Linked DNA regions of Gasterosteus aculeatus: region 1 is linked to region 2. Evidence: chromatin contacts called from public Hi-C data. All regions are on one chromosome and are shown on one strand. Each heading gives the region's core, a stretch centred on a gene start, on an enhancer-like site or on the middle of the called end of the contact. The rest is flanking DNA. Distances are from core to core; before and after follow the strand shown. Region 1 overlaps ift172 (intraflagellar transport 172). Region 2 overlaps msraa (methionine sulfoxide reductase Aa).

Evidence for each region. Hi-C and Micro-C count contacts between places; a contact is called where the count stands out from the background.
Region 1: a contact with region 2 is called in a Hi-C map of skeletal muscle, with 6 times the contacts expected there. The contact joins two enhancer-like sites. A contact is called at or near these places in 3 of 6 Hi-C or Micro-C datasets (liver, skeletal muscle and whole body).

What each region holds. Positions count from the first base shown.
Region 1 is chr18:3,309,400-3,314,076 of fGasAcu3.hap1.1, reverse strand. ift172 (intraflagellar transport 172) reads left to right here. Exons shown (of 48, transcript XM_040160829.2): 12 at 336-389; 13 at 683-786; 14 at 2,165-2,250; 15 at 3,509-3,621. Among protein-coding and RNA genes, the nearest start is that of ift172, 6.1 kb to the left of the region's middle. Within about 2 kb of position 1,801, at least 3 of the 9 cell types and tissues checked have open chromatin away from gene starts, as enhancers often do.
Region 2 is chr18:3,249,953-3,254,762 of fGasAcu3.hap1.1, reverse strand. msraa (methionine sulfoxide reductase Aa) reads left to right here. Exons shown (of 7, transcript XM_040160570.2): 7 at 603-1,466. The coding sequence ends at 773. It overlaps LOC120808013 (12-(S)-hydroxy-5,8,10,14-eicosatetraenoic acid receptor), which reads right to left. Exons shown (of 3, transcript XM_040160567.2): 3 at 3,491-4,810. Among protein-coding and RNA genes, the nearest start is that of LOC120808013, 6.1 kb to the right of the region's middle. Within about 2 kb of position 1,837, at least 1 of the 9 cell types and tissues checked has open chromatin away from gene starts, as enhancers often do.

The DNA.
Region 1 (4,677 bases), core at 552-3,051, 59 kb before region 2:
TTAGGTTTTTATAAACATTTGTATAGTCTAAAAACATAATAACGTTAGCAAGCATCTTATAAGTACTTACATAGGCCTTAATACATCATTTTAAATACTATTACGTTTCATTTGTTTATGTTTGCATATGTTTGAGTTTCCCTGCTGAGGTGTTGAAGTACCCGCCTCTGACACTCATGACCGGTGTTTGGACTGTCCGTCCGCTCTGAACAGCTGAATGAACTCTATTCACCTCCTCAGGGCTGCGTCCCCCACCTGTCCTGTCCTGTCCTGTCCTGTCACCCTTACATCACCTGTTCTTCCTTCACACAATAAACCCACTGCCTTCCTTTCAGGTGCCATGGCCCGGTTCAGGAGGAAACGAAAAGTTCTTCTTTGAAAATGAATCAGTACGTACACACACACACACACACACACACACACACACACACACACACACACACACACACACGTTATTGAGGAGGCTGTTATGGAGCTCTTCCCTTTGAGTATTAAACAGAAATCTACCTGTGGAGTTTCCCATAAAGTTTACAGCAGTGCCAAGTCAGTACTCGCCGATGAGCAGTGAATTGTAGAATATAGTAACGATCCCTTTCCAGTAGTAAGTTTCAGTCGTGGCTTAAAACCGCTCCCATTATATCACAAGCTGGTGTATTTTATGTAACTGCATTTGATGTTTCAGGTGTGCATGATTTTTAACGCCGGGGAGCTGAGTCTGGTGGAATACAGTAGCAACGAGATCCTGGGATCAGTCCGCACCGAATTTATGAACCCTCACCTCATCAGGTGGGTCCAGTCACACAAAACAAACCCACCTCATCAGGTTGGTTTAGAAATAAGAACATTAACAGGATTGTCTGGTTCCAAATTGAAGAGCATGTGCAGCCCCCCCATTGGTGGTCAACTGATTGTTTTGTCAGTAAGTCCAATTCAGATTTAAATAGTTGTTTCACTTACTTGTACTTCCAGATTTTGATGCAATTTGTGACCTTTGACGTATAAAATGGCCAAACACAACTTTATGAGAAGCCCATTGTAGGGAAAATAAAAGAATATTGGAGCAAGACAATAATATTAAGTGAAGTTAACTTTGACTTTACAATATTTCAAATTGTACGAGAAAATAATAATTACACATTTTTAAATGGAAAAAAACTGCCAAAAAAAAATCAAGTAACTACATTACTTCACCTTGCGAGGTTGCATCATTTTAATCGCACCTAAGATGCCCCCTTTACTGTGTATTATCCTTTTGCAATGAGAATTAGCAGCAAGGAATGAATTAATCTCATAAATCCCCATATAACTGTAAGCATCCGGATCTTAAAGAGACATTGTCATGAATTGGGCCTACTGGAAAGAAAATTAAAATACTGATTTGTTTACTTATTGTAAATATAACCCCACTGCCTCGTGTATTTATTCATTACAGACAATGCATTAATATGGCTTTGTAAATAGTAAACTCACAAAATTCAAAGAATGCATTTTGCTTAACTAGCTGTCTGAATATACCTGTAATCCAGATAAAGATAATCATAAATATTCAGAAAGAAAAGAAAAGAACTGAAAATAAGAAACCTTAAGGAAACTGATTCATATAGAAGTTCACGATTGTGTCTATTTTCGAGAATAATAGTAAAATAAATGATGTGATTATATTATATTTTTAATCTTCATTCAAACCTAGTGTAATAAACAAAACTGCCAAATCCACATCCATGTCATTCCAATACACTTGCTGCCGATGCCAGTGTCACAGTTTGGATCCTCCCTAAGATGAATTTCCAGCTCTGCCCATCAGATGGGTGTATTGAGCTGTGGATAAATTCCAGGTATCACAACAGGAAGGCATCCGTTGAGCCTTCGCCTGCTGGTCAGCACAGTTACACAATTCAAAGCCCTGTCAAAGGTGTCGTGACCGACAGTGGCCGGGTGGCTGATGGCCGACTGCGGTTGAGGCCAGCGGATCTCAGCATGTCCGTACTGCTCCTCGCCTCTGGCTGGACGCTGTGGCAGGACAACATCGGGATCAGGGGCACCTCGGGATTTGAAAAGTAGCTGAAGACCATTATGCTGAGCGGATGCTGGGTTTGATGCTTCCATGCTGAGTCAGTGTACATTCAGTCGTGTTTCATTGAACGCTGTATTTGTGTCTGCGCAGTGTCCGGCTGAATGAGAGGAAGCAGAGAGGAGTGGAAGACAACAAGAAGCTTGCGTATCTGATCGATATGAAGACCATTTGCATCGGTAACGATGACCGTGTGACCGCGGTGTAATGTACATTTACTCAAGTACGGTACTTCAGGGATATTTTCAGGTACTCTACATGAGTATTTCCATCCGTGTAGATCAGATCCCACATGTTTTTTGATCTTTGGTCTGTCAGAGCAGTCTTTTTATTGACTGCGGTCTGGATGTTTTTCTAACATACATACATACATACATAGCATAGCTTTAATAAGGCCCGTCTATAGCGATGGATGCATTAGTATATAACTCTGTGAGAAATGTGCCACTCCGTACAATGCATTTTTTTTACACTGTGGCATTGCTAATTTTACTTAGGAAAAATATTGATCTACAGTATAAAAGTATTTATTTTGGATTCCACCTTCTATCCTAATGACAATTTGTGAATGGGCACATTGACTGTTGCAGCCATTTGTGTCATAAAAGATTTGACATCTATATTATGGTGTAACAACATGTACTATGAACTGAAACTACTGATTTCCAATATCCTATATCTCACATTCCATATTTCCACAGAAAACCCTTTTTTCATCCATCATAGCAGATATTTTCTGCTATCTAATTGTGCCAATAGTGCTGCCAATGCTTCGGTCTCACATCTTTGAATTAAGTCCCACGTAAAAACATTTCACTAGCAAAATAATCCTCATCTGGCACTCTTGAGTGAGTATTCAGAGCAGCAGGAAGTTGTATGTCGGATTTGTAAACGATCGAAATCACGTCCCTTGTTGCTGGTGACCTCTCCGAGCCTGGCTGAGTAATAGTGAGTCATAACTTTGCAGATAAACATGCGCTGTGGGTTTGTGGAAGGCTGATTGTACAACGGCTTCTGCAGCTTCTGCACGCTTTCTGCTGCGGATGATGCTTCCGTTATTGTACTTCTATCTCTTTAAACCATCTTGCATGTCTTGTTTTACACATTGAGCCACACAGCTACTTTTCAAACATAATCACTCACAGTAATATTAACCTGCTACAATAACTAAAGTATACGTCATCCTTGAGCTGTATTAGTTCCATCGAGTGGACCACCCTGCCCAGACCGTATTATATTTTGATTAAAACATTTGATGTATCAGCAGGGTTATAACATAAACGAGTTCCCAAGGCAGGTACTTTCCAAGTAGATGCACAGCCTGATAGAATCATACATAATTATTACAAAGAGATTGCGTGATACATTTTCGCTACAGAAGCTGTCAAACTGTGACTGCCGCTCAGTAAAAACCTGTCCTACCCTTCTCCCCCTCAGTGGACTTGGCCGCAGGCTGCAATCTGGGAACCATCAGCCAAAACTCCAAGATTGACTGGCTGGAGCTCAATGAAACGGGACACAAACTGCTGTTCAGGGACAAGAAGCTGCGGGTGAGAATAAAAAAACCTCAGCGCCCTGAGGGATGGTGGGAGTGGAAATGATGGTAGGGAGGCCCTGAAGGCAGACAGGGCAGATGATAGATGGTCATTAGTGTGAGTTAGTGAGTCAAGTCGAGAGAAAGCCTCACCGTGGTCAGGGCTTTTCTAATTTTATAGCCACGTCCATCACCCCAATGATGGCTTGTGGCTTTTTGTGGAGACGTTCTTCTCGTCCAGGTGATACAATAGCATTTCAGATGCCACAGGAGGGGAAGGGTGCAATGGGGCTGTTTCTTTAAATTAACACGGTGCCAACAAGGCAGAAAGCGTAAGGTGCCAAGAACGCAGAAAAAGAAGTATGTATGAAATAACTAAGAAGCCCAAATTACCAATTAACAATCATTCAAGTGTAATTAGTGTTTTGTGTGGCATAAATAATTTTCCCCTGGTCTCACCAACTCCTTTTTAATCATCTCATGACTACTCGTATTTTTGTTTTCCAAACAAACAGTCGGATGGGATCCTTCAAATCCCTCCAGGTTAGGTCATGTTCAAATGTACCTAACGGCATATTTTAATTTTAAAAAGTGTCGTTTACAACGAACCAGTGAGAGCAGTGAGAGTCCTGAGCAAGACACCTGCCGTGACATAGCATAGCATTTCCCAGCGCGGTTGGGGTTAAGTTAGCACACCCTTCGCTGCAAAAGATAGACAGTGACTAACCTGTACCCAGCATGTCTTTTCAGCAATGCATTCATCATTGTTTTATGAGCAAATGAGCAAATGCAGACTTTCAACGGGATTAACATTTTTCTAACAATGAAGTCATTTCAGTTTAAACACCCATCTGTCTTAGTCAGTCTGCATTGTTGTCCGGAGTCATACAAATTAAAGGTCCTCTCTCTGGAAGCTGTTTTTTTCCCCCCAAAACTACCTCACAGCTCTTTATTAATTAGGGGTGCTGTGTGCTCCCGGGGTAATAAAACGGTTTGTTTTCAAAGCCCTGGGGCAATGACATGGAGAACTCTGGTAATCGGGATTCCCTCACTGGCTTTGGACTTTTTGTTG
Region 2 (4,810 bases), core at 588-3,087:
TGTGTGTGTGTGTGTGTGTGTGTGTGTGTGTCTTTTCATGCTCTCTTTGTCTTTTGATTCAGCCACATGCCATCTGGTTGAGTTATTTTATCACAAGGAGAAGGTGTCATTACCAACTGTTTCTACCGCAAATACATTTGTGTGTGTGTGCACGTGCCTTGTCTGTTCTTTTTAGTTTGTCATAAACACATTTCCTCCTTTTCTTCCCAAGATGTCAGTAAGTGCTTTCCAGTGTGAGGCCTTGCTGAGAGAAACTGGAGGAGGAGAAATTGTTTCAGGCATACAACAGGATCCAGGGAGGGGAAATAAAATGTAAAAGCATAAACCGGTGCACTGAAAAAACTTGTAGGGAAAGTTTACATGGAAACACACAACTTTTGGGGTTTTCAAAATTGAAGAGATCTAATAGAACTTGACTTCCCATCATACACTATTCCTGTTATATGGTACTTGGTCGATTCCACAGAGATCACGGACTCTTCCATCTTCTCATCCATCTGTTCCCCCATTGCTTCAACAACAATAAATCCCATTTGTTTTTTTAGGTTTACGTCTTTATAAATGTACAAATGCGGTGCCTTTGCTGCTTCTGCCTCTTTCAGGTGCTGAGCGAGGAAGGTTTCGGCGCCATCACAACAGAAATAGCCGACGGCAAGCCTTTCTACTACGCCGAGGACTACCACCAGCAGTACCTGAGTAAAAACCCTGATGGCTACTGCGGTCTGGGGGGGACGGGGGTCTCCTGTCCAATCGGAATCAAAGCCAAGGCCTAGATTGCCAAGAGCCATTTTGGTCTATGAGAATGCAACAATGGGGGTAATTAAAGATTTAAGATGCTTCCAGCATCAGAAAGCTTTGTGTTTGAAATACATGCATCTCCATGCATGAAAACCAAAAGGATGTATGATGTAACCCAGGGACACGCAACAGAAAGTGCAGCGCAGACGCCCATAAAGGCTGCCCGTCTCCTCAGCACTTTGCGGTTCGAGAACCTCCCAGTGCATCAAGATATTCGCCAATGGCGTGCGTCGTTGCATCGAGTCACTTTAACGCAAGCAGCAGCGCAATTTCCTATGTTAGATGTGCAAAATGTATGTAATCTAGTGAAAAGACGATTGTCACACTGCAAGAAAATCAACAATTGATAATTGATTTGCAACACTACATTGAGGCGTTTGGTATGAGAGAAATTTATTGGTTTGTCCATTTATTACAAAAAGCATTTCTGCATCTGCTGCTGTTAAATTTGATAAATTTGGCGACCCCAGTCCTACACAGTCTCCTCCCCAAATGCAATCAGGAAGGCATCTAATATGATGTGTGTGAGTCCACTATTTACCTTTTTGCTTAGATAAATTAACGATTAAATGATATGTTTTATGCTCAGGTTGATTATTAATCTTCAGCTTTGAATACAGTACTTTTGCAGAGAAATAAAATCCAATTAAAAGCTTCTGAAATCCAAAGTGTCTTTTCTCTTTCCTGAGCGCTGTTTAAATCTGAAACGACGAGAGGAATAGAGCTGGACAGTATCGTCCTTTTTTTAACGGACTTGTTCTTGATTTGTTCTCGATTAAGAACTGTGTGTGTTTGACCTTTGGTGGGTTTGATTTTTGGAAGACGTCCACTCCTTCCTCCGATCTTTGCCTGAAGCAACGTTCCAGTCCCCGACTCATCTGTCATCGCTGTTCATCCGTGTGCGTTTGGGTTTGGTACAGAAGGTTGTGTGTGTGTTTGGTTGGTACAGAACACAAATACACCGGCACACCAGCAGGAGGAGAGCGTGTCTGTTGCCAGGCCCTCCAAAGCTTGGCATCACCGTCACGGAGTCGAGGAGGAGGAGAAGAAAAAAAAAGAGAAGGAAGAGACGGGTCTCTTTAGAAAATGGCAGAGGGACGCCTTGGATCCGGGCTGCTTTGGATCGCCACCATGATGCAGACTGCAGGACCTGACTGGCCTTGCCAAGCCAGATCTGACTGCTATTTTTGGTCTGCCTATTTGGGTTTTTAGTCAATTCTGAACAAAGAAAACCTGTCAAGAAGGGGGAAAAAAAGAAGCCTCAGAGTTAAAAACCACAAGGCTGTAAAACCACTGACACGTAAAATCATGGATGTTTTATGATACCGAAAAAAACATCTTCCACTAAACCGTCAGTGTAACAATCAATCAATGCTCTGATTAATGTCAGCGCTGTGCGGCACCCTCATCATATGAGGACAACACCAGCTGGACTGGATCCCAGTTTCAATAAAAGGGTAATATTGGCTCATTACACATCAGTGTGACCCAGCTCACCCTTTGTTCTATCCAGGTCTGTTTGTTGGGATTGTGGTTCTCAGCAGAGCGATGATGGTTAAGTTTGAACAATATGATTTTGAATTTCTTTTCCCTGATAACTCTGCCGCTTTTTCACAAGTTCCCACCTACAAACTAATAACTGATTCATTTTCTACTCACCGTGGCTCCAATTTTTGACAATGGGAATTATTAATTAATGGATGCATTTCTTTTTCTAGTGTGTTTCTGTGGCTACATAACTAGGGAGTCTGTTAAAGACGAACCAACCGGCTCTTTGAAATGACCCCTTCGAGATGCTCCCTTTTACTTCGCATAATGGCATTGCCGTGTGTCTGTGCCGACACTCCGGCGTGGGGGAAGGCGTTATCTGCTCCCAGAAATCAACAAGGCCAAGTGAGAAGAAATCTGCTGCATGTCCTTAAAATACAGGAGCAATCTGGCTCATTTTGGTACATCTCTGGCCAACTGGTGATTGTGACTGATCGTCCATCCAATACAACAACATTGGGATTGGGATTTTTGTCTGTTTATTTTGAGATTTTTCGGTTTGTTTTATAAACCTCATACTATATCTGCAAAGCCCACAGCCAACATTATTGGCTGTCATTTCATTTCAGGAGAATTCAATCCCTGAATCTGTCCCTGGTTTGAGTGCATGATTGTGTTGCGCTGCCATCGTGTGGCGGATGTGAGGAGCGAGCACCTGGCAGGATTTGAGGCTTTTGCTTGAGAGAAGAAAGGGAGACATTAATAAAGTTATGATGTCATAAAAGAGAAATATTACACATACGTTCCATGTAAAAAGTAAATGAATTATTTCGTTTCTAGCCGAATTGTTCTGAGATGGCAATGGGCCTGAGCATATTCTGTATCTTACTGCTAAAATATTTCAATTTCAAAAAACACAAAATATTAGTTTTGTAGCACAAACACTCATCAGAGATTTATAGGTTTTTGCGGATTTATAGGTTTTTTTGTTCATTATCTAAGCTATTTACATCATATTGCTTTATTCCTGCTTATCAGTGCAATGGAGCATCGCATAACACGTGGCAAAATAGATACAAATGTAACAAAATATACAGCAGGAGAGGCAGCAACAGGAGTTTTTTTGTTCTTTTGTTTGTTTTGGTTGGCAAAATAGTGAGAAAAAACATAATCTTGTCGGGACAATGAACTCTTTGTGGAAACCTTTAGAAAGAAAGCAATTTATTTCATACAAGACTGCGCTGTGTAATCGGACATGTTTATCGTGTTGCCACTGAAAAGCAGTAGAACATCAGACGGTTGTTCCTGCTGTGAAAGAACATGCTGTGTTGTCTTCTGCTCAGCCTCGACTTCATATGAGCTGGTTCACAGAAACACAAGGTCCTACAGGAGCACAGTCGACTGCTGACGCTCCTTGGAACAGGTGAGTGTTGAGCAGCTCACTCTCCTGTTCAGGACTGGGTGGGAAAAAAAGATATACATACGTGAACATCCGCCCCTCAGCATCGTATTTAAGGAATTTCAGCATCTAACGTTCCGCTTTGGCCAAAGCTTCCTATTAAAGTGCGTCTCGCCACCAACTTTGTTTCTTCTGTGTCATTCAATGTCATTCCCTCTAGCCCAGACATGTCATACTCAAGGCCTAAACATCGGACAGTACAATAAATATATCATATATATATATCAATATCATATTACATTACAGGTCATTTAGCTGACGCTTTTATCCAAAGCGACTTACGTTGCATTTATAACCCATGGCTTACATTCTTGCCCGGGGAGCAATGAGCATGCTCACAGCGGGACACACGCAGGACGTATTTCTGGTATCGTATTGATACCAGAAATTCCTCTACATTGTATTGATATTTAGATGATATTTAGGGCAGGTATTGTATCAATGTCATAATTATGGTGTCGCCTACTGGCCATTGCCACCAGCGTACTCCCGTGTTTTCATTTTGGCCCTCTGTGAGTGAGATTGTGTTACGATAGCCAGTATCATTTTATTGTGTCTATCCAGGCAAAGTTATGGATCCAAATGTAATAAAAAAAAGGCATGATTTCAATTATTTGTTAACATGCGAAATAATGTCAAGTCCATTGGTATTTTTCTAAGTAGGCCACAGATTGGTCTATTGCCGTGTATTGAGTGGGCCGGTCTGACGGACCCCCCCCCCCCCCGCCATACTTGTTTAGGAGATCCCGAGACTTAATAATAGAGACGTTTGATTCCAGTTGCATGAAGTGCACGCTCCCTGTTCTTCTAATGAGCTTAATTCCGGAAAAACATCATTCAGTCTGAGGCTCGGCCATCGACATTTAAGAAGACACAACACAGGTTTGTTCTGTCGCTGCTGTGTGTTATCGCATCGCTTTAAACTTGCTAGCCGCGACTTGACAGCCGCCACAATCTCTGCCGTTGCTACACCCTTACTGCAAACATGTGGACACACCGCAAAAGGTTTCAAACACCATTCGGGGGGGGAATAAAAAGTACCGTGAGTAAGGAAATGGATAGACA